2 separate regions of the Muntiacus reevesi genome follow, and region 1 is linked to region 2. A link is a contact called in public Hi-C data. All regions are on one chromosome and are shown on one strand. The core of a region is the stretch at or near the end of the contact, and the rest is flanking DNA. Distances in the headings are between cores, read along the strand shown.

The links. A called contact is a pair of places that touch in the nucleus more often than the background predicts.
Region 1: a Hi-C map of muscle shows a contact between it and region 2, with 4 times the contacts expected there. The contact joins the promoter of ZNF174 here to the promoter of ZNF200 in region 2. A contact is called at or near these places in 2 of 3 Hi-C or Micro-C datasets (blood and muscle).

Annotation. Positions count from the first base shown.
Region 1 is chr2:182,159,719-182,163,404 of mMunRee1.1, reverse strand. ZNF174 (zinc finger protein 174) reads right to left here and starts at 2,351. Exons shown (of 5, transcript XM_065924183.1): 1 at 2,247-2,351; 2 at 1,103-1,776; 3 at 1-127. The coding sequence starts at 1,510.
Region 2 is chr2:182,004,819-182,008,115 of mMunRee1.1, reverse strand. ZNF200 (zinc finger protein 200) reads left to right here and starts at 1,418. Exons shown (of 5, transcript XM_065924188.1): 1 at 1,418-1,802; 2 at 2,651-2,977. The coding sequence starts at 2,731. LOC136160480 (a long non-coding RNA gene) reads right to left here and starts at 1,230. Exons shown (of 3, transcript XR_010661625.1): 1 at 1,161-1,230.

The sequences.
Region 1 (3,686 bases), core at 1,102-3,601, 150 kb before region 2:
CCTGGGATGTCTCCTCCGTGGGATGTCTCCTGGGAGTTTGCGGTTGAAAGTCTGGCAGTTCCTGTTCTTCCAGCTGGGATCCAGTTTTCTCCAAAAGCACCTTCTGGCCCTCCATACAAACAGCCACCTAGGAACAAGTCCCTTGCATTAAAGAACAACTGGAGGACTGACTGAGGGCAGCTTGACCTCTCACTGTGAGCTCAACAACAGTAATAACTGTTGTTGCCTGGAAATTTCTGATAATGTTGGGGGCGGGGGGCGGTGGGGGCAGGGTCTGGGGGGTAGGTGTCAATCTTGATAGAGACTGCTGAAACTCTCAAAGGAAGCAAAGGGAAGGATGTGTAAAATGACCAAAAGGAACCTGCTCCAAATCAGCCAATACTTCCTGAGTAAATGTTCCCACAGCTTGGCCCATTCTCAAGGTCTGGGTCATCAGAGAGCAGGCACAAATATCAGGGTCAACCAGGACACCCATGCAGTAGGTCCCTACCCTATACTGCCCTACTGCTGGAAACAGGCTCTGTAGGATTAGGAAGCAGTATGGGAAGAGGGAAGAGGTGGTTTTTAATAAACCACCCTTATCTATAAATTATTCTGCCCAAGACACTCCTGATTAAGGAAATCTAAGTAGTGATAGGGCTCTAAGAGAACTGCCCTAACCCTGTTCCTTAACTGCTTCCTCCCTAGACCCCTACTGGGATCTAACTTGAGGGTGGGAGTTGGAAGGAATACTGGTCAATTGAGCTGGAGTTCCCTGAGTCAAAGGCAATATGCTGGGACAAGAGCTAATAAAATGCCCCCCAAATCAAATTCCTCTTGTCTACCAAGAATCTTGATTGTAGGAAAGAGGGATGGGTGGGGGGAGATCTGTCAGCAAAGATTCAAGAGCTCTACTTTCTCACTGGAGTGCCTGTGGCTGCTGTTTTCTGAAAATTTGTTACACCTCCCCTCCCCAGCAGGGGTGAGGGGAGTAGGGTTCCAAACAGAGGCCAGAAGCAACGTTTGAAATTCTGGACTCCTCTCTCTAGGGAGGGGTCCAGAGACCAAACACGAACCAGATGAAAGAGAAATCCTGGGGACGACAACAAAGTACCCTCCTTACCCACTGCTTTGGTCCCTTGGCTGCTCGATGAAAATCTTCCACAAGGGTCACGATCTCCTTGCTGCTCACTGGACATCGATGCCTGGCCCGAGCCTGGATCTCTGCGGGCAGGATGTTCAGGAACTGCTCCAGCACCAACAGCTCCAAAATCTGCTCTTTGGTGTGCACCTCGGGCTGCAGCCACTGACGGCACAGCTGCCGGAGGTGGGAGAGTGCCTCCTGGGGTCCAGATGCCTCTTGATAACAAAACCGTCTAAAACTCTGGCGGGAGAGCTCAGGATCGGGCCAGTCTTTTTGCAGAGGGGGCTCCCGTTTTTCTTCTAGCTTTGCTATTATATGTCTCTCCTGCTTGGAGGAAGCCTGAATATGGGACTGCGAGCTCAAAGTTATCTCCATCTTAGCCGCCATTTTTGGGCTCAGGAGCCAGCTTCTCTCTCCTGGTAAACAGGTCAAGCCTTCGGGACCATGGCCCGAATACTAGAAAGATGCTAGAAACGAAGGTCCTCTGAGGATGTTGGAAAGGAAAGGATGCAGACAGAGGCTCCTCGTTCGCTGGCCTTGATCCCAAACTCCTGACGACAACACAGTCCCTTGGAGTGGGAAGTTTTTTGTTTTCCTGCCAGCGTCTTGAACTGTCTTGCAAAGGCGAAAAGTCATAATGTCCTAAAAGGAAACTGGGGAAAATAGTGCTTTCATTTTAGCGTCAAGCACAACAGGTCTCAGGGGAAATGCGCTGGCAGGAATGGGCTGGCAGGAATTCCTGGGAAAAGTTGAGACTGTCATCCAGGTAGCCTACACCAGCTCTCTCGCATCCTCCTCAGGCCGACCTCCAGCATCTCGCCGCGCTACAGGGCGAGCCCAGGCAAGCCCCGGCGCACGCCGAGGGTTGGGAGTTAGCGGAAACCTCCTGCGGGCGAGCAAGGTACACGGTGGCGCGCCGGTTGCTCGCCCCCGAGGTACCGAGGCCCAGCCGCTCCGGCCTCTGAGGACGCCGGGCTTCGCGCCCCAGCTGGCCCGAGCTCCACGAAGCTGCAGCACTCTGGCGCGCGGCTCGATTACGTGGCCGATGCGAACTGGGGGTGGCGCCTGCGACGACAGCGCGATCGACAGCCCTGCAACCCGCGCCCACCTGCACGCGACTCACCTCTCTGGGGACCCCGGAGCCACGGCTGGGGGCGGGGCAGAAGCCTCTTGTCGCGGACACTCCCAAGAGCTGCCGTGGAATTCTGTCACGGGAGGGCCCGCCTCCTCCGCAGAGGGGTTGGCTCCTCGGAAGCGTCCTAGCTCTCCTATTGGCTTCTGAGTCTACCGATGCTGGCCGCTGTCGCAGTGCAAGCCGGGAGTTGCAGTCCGTTTGCACGATTCGCGAGCAAGCGCAGTGGACCGATTCGAGCCCGCGCTCTGGGCGCCGACTTCCGGCGCCGAGGCTGAGCGAGTCTGGAGTCGCGCGTGCGCCTACCTTTGAGCGCTCAGCTTCCTTGCGGCCCGGGGGTCTTCGCTGGCAGTCGTCGCAGAGGCGGTTGGGCCAGGACTGTCCCGATCCCTGTGCCCGAGCGCAGACTCCCTCCGGCCAGTGACCCTGCCCATCTCGCCCCCGCTAGTACAGCGGCAATCCGCGGACTTGTTTCCTAGTCTTCAGCCGCAGATCCTAACCCTAGCCCGGGGCATCCTGGATGACGAGTGAAAAGTTAATCGGCCCGACTCCCCATCCTCGTTCTACTTTCCGCTGAGCGTACACATTTTTGAGACAGGAGTATTTTTAAATGAACTATGAATGGGATATTAGGAATCAATTAGAGTGCAGGCTCCGCCTTCTGCATGGAACTAGGGTAGCATTCATTGAATTATTCTTCATCGAGAGAAGGTGTGGGGTGTATGGAAAGGTGTAAGGCAAGGAGTGTAGTTTCTAGTCTTTGCCTTGCTGCTGAGAAACTATGCTCTGTGATGCTCCTTCGTTAAAAAGCACTGCTCACAGTACAGTGCTTTGGAAGAAAGGCAACCTGAATCCGTTTTTTACTCCTATAAACGGACTCGGGCCTTTGGAGGAGGAGTGGAATGGAAAACGGCACCTAATTGCAAAAAACTTCTGTCTTACATCCTCCCAGTTTAGCAATTTCCAGGAAATTTGGAACTTTTCTCACCTCAGCTGTATGTAAAATCCCAGAGAATTCTGACAGGCCCAGCCTATGTGAGTTGCCCACTCCTGGGGTTGGAGGAAAGGTACTGTAATGAATAGCCCCACCAGAGACAATGGAATAGAAAGGGACTTTTTCACAAAGGGAGAAGATGCTTCTGTCAGAAGTGGAGAAGGAATGCTGGGAAATAAATGCATTTCTTATCCACACTGTGTGTGTGTGTGGTGGTGGTGGTGGTGGGAGGAGGGTGTGATATTAATGAGGTTGATACTTTTCCCTCCTAAGAAAAGGAGGAATTGGGAAGCTGGATCCAAGCTTCTGAGGGTAGGCAGGACAGGGACAAGCCACAGGCACGTGGGGAGCATGAGTAGGGACAGATGGATGACCCTGTGAGGAACCGTTTGGGGAATTCACCCACAGAAATCAGGCTAGCGAGAAAAATTATGCTT
Region 2 (3,297 bases), core at 169-2,668:
GAAATGACTGAGCAACTGAACTGAACTGATAATAATTCTATTTTGAAAGACTGCCAAACTGTGGCTAACCATCTTTTCTTTTTTTCTTTCACCACACTGTCATGCATGCAATGTCTCAGTTCCCCGACCAGGAACCAAACCAATGGACTGCCAGGGAATTCCCACTAAACATCTTTTCAAATGTCAATATCCTCCTCTATGGAATGGTTCCATGGCCTTTGCTTCAGTCAGTTGGCAGGAACTCTGTATGCTGGGAATGCCTATTCTTTACTTGACTTATCTTGCACAATTACATTCCAGTCTACCACTTGTTTGACTTTATCAATATTATTTTCTAAAATTTCCTTTTTTAATACATTCTCACAAGTTTATATTCTACTCTAAGGCACCTCGGTTTCCTACTCTGCCTCAATATTAAACTTAGCATTCTCGTAAATATTCTTTCATTGGCTATTAAATCCCAATTTGGGGGTATGTAAAGATAGGCGTCTTCCTTTTTCCAGGAAGAACAGGCAACTATTGCTAGTACCAAGCTTAAAAGCCACCCTTTCATACAAGTCGACATATATTCAGATCAATTTTAGCATTTATTGTTCTATTTATTCACTCGTAGTTCAAACTACACAGCTTTGATTGAAGGTTTTTGTTTTTGTTTCCTAATATTTATGTCTGGAAAGACAGGTATTCTTTAACTTATTGCTATACAGTTTTTTGTTTGTGTTTTTTCTTTCTTTTCTTGCCACACAGTTTTGACAGTAGTCTCTTCATAACACATTTTAGACCATGGCTGAATCACCCAGTTTCCGTTAAGAAATGGGATTCCTTTATATTTTCACTTTAGTCATCCTGACTGACAATGACTTTATACAGAGAAATAAGGCAATCTCTGCTCTTGTGTGGCCCAAAATCTTGACTAATACCTCCCTGGAGAATGAACCGAGTATGTGAACTAGGCAGAAAGAATAAACGGAGAACGGAAGCGGAATGGACAATTAGGATTTCTCAGGAAGTAAGATGGCCGGTCCAGACCGCAGTGTAGGAGTTGGCATACAGGGGAGGGGAGCGTCGCCCGGCTCTGACCAACGGGTCGCCCCTACCGAAAGAGACGGCTGTAACAGAACCCTAGACCCGACAGAGGCCAGAACCCACTACCAACTCACCGCCACCTCAGTTTTTTGATAGACCCCAGGTGCTGCGGCGGAAACTGCGGCGGCCTAGCATAGACCTTCCGGTCCTCCCGACAGCCCGCTTCCGGTCGAGCCCTGATCCTGCTCCGCCCCAACCGCCGAGTCTGACGATCTCCCATTGGCTGTGTGGCGCCGAACTACACTTCCCAGCATCCCCTGTAGTTAGCCCTTCCGTACTTGGAGTGGTGCCAACCAGGTTTGGCGGGCTGGAGCTAGCCTTTAGCTTTCCGTCTCCCAGGTACAGCCTCAGAGAAAGCGGATGCTGCCAACCTAGCCTCCCTGCGGTCCTGAAAGTCCTGCTGGTCGGCCTCGAACCTCGCCTTCTGAAGCGCAGACTGCCCGCTCCAAGCGAGGAGACCAGGCTTCCGCACCGGAAACGAGGCACCGGGCGTGACATCACGGCCGCTTAGGCACCCGGTCTCCCAGAAGGCACCGCGTCCCGGTCGTCCTCCCCAACTAACCGCAGCTCACACAAATAATAGCTGGCTGCCAGTGAGGACACCCCGAAGGGCGAGGGTTGGACTGGGCCTCTCACGCCTAGTTTCCCAGTCTCTCCCTGAGTCTGGGTCCGGGGTTGTCCCCAGCGTGCGCCCAGGCACAGCAGAACCCCAGAAGGTGAGGGGCTCCGGGAGGGCGGGAACCAGACTGAGGCGGCCTCAAGGGAGCGAAACAGGGGCCATTGCTGGAGCGCACCCCAGCCAATGCCGCCAGCTGGGCTTTGCGGTGAAGGTGCTCCTTGGCCAGTGGGAGAGGCTGCAGAGTGGGCCTGGCCCAGTAGGCCCTACTGGGATGAAATTTAAATCAGTAAGGATTTAAATCTTTTTAATTTAAATTTAAATTAAAAAAATTTTTTAAATTAAATTTTAAAATTTTAAAATTTAAATCCCTACTGGGATTTCATTTAGAGGCCCCCTGTCCCTCTTACAAGACTTTGAGGGCGGAAAAGAGTGGCTGGCCACATGTAGACCCCTCATGCGGCATTGCGGTTGCTCCTTGGGCCAACTGCCCCCTGAAGGACATCCTAGGGCTGTCCAAGGGCTGCGGTGAGGCCAGATTCAGTGGCCAAGCTGACCTCTAACCAGATGCCCTCGTTATTGAACCTCGGATTTCCTGTCTTTTGGCCCGTTGCTTTTTTTTTTTTTTCCCCAGCGTGAGTGGAACCACTTTTCCTAATGGAGTTTGCGCTTCACATTATCGTGAGGACGACCTTTGGCCTTCTGCCGGTTGTCTTTGCTCCCTTCTGTTTGGCCCTTGAGGTTTGGTCATCTACTTCCTCCATTCGCAGGATATTCCTTTCGGGTCTTACTGAGAGTATCAGGTTAAGGGGTCTTCTTTTCAGTTGTGAGTTCCCTACCCCAGCTTATCTTTCCTTACTGATTTAGATTTCATGTGGCCTCACTGCCCAAGAAACATATTGGAGTAGAGGCATGCTCAGCCTGACCCATGGTTTCTCTCATCTACAGCTGACTGACAGGTTTTCTCCAGTAAGAGGTGGCTCTTGAATCTCTGCAGAAACAAGTGTGGTGTGTTATTTCAAGGCACGATGGCTACAAAAGTGGTCCCTATGCCCCCCAAGCCAAAACGGTCCTTTATACTCAGAGTCCCTCCCAACTCCAAGCTGGGCCAAGACCTACTTCGAGATGCTACTAGTGGACCCAAGACCATCCACCAACTGGTTCTGGAGCACTTCCTCACCTTCTTGCCCAAACCAAGCGTAGTCCAACCCAGTCAGAAAATCAAGGAGACCTTGGTTATTGTGAAGGATGTGAGTTCAGACCTTCAGAATAGAGGTAAGAAGCACATACTGTTTCACTAGAAGAAAGTGGGTGGTACCAGGGATTGAGCTAGGCTTCCATAGTAATAGTGAATTGAAGTTAGGAAGGTGGGTGTTGAAAAAAGGAGTTGATTCCAGTAAGTCAACATGCCAGAAAGAGGAAGGGAGTATTATTTTTTTCCTCAAGCTGGGTTTGAGTGATTTGCTAAGTGTGTGTAAAGCTGTAGAATAGACTAATGTTTTTTGTAGTGTCACTTTTACTGATACATTTTGGGAGGGGGAATCTTTTTTTTCTTTTGCCACGACATGCAGCATGTGGGATCTTAGTTCCCCAAC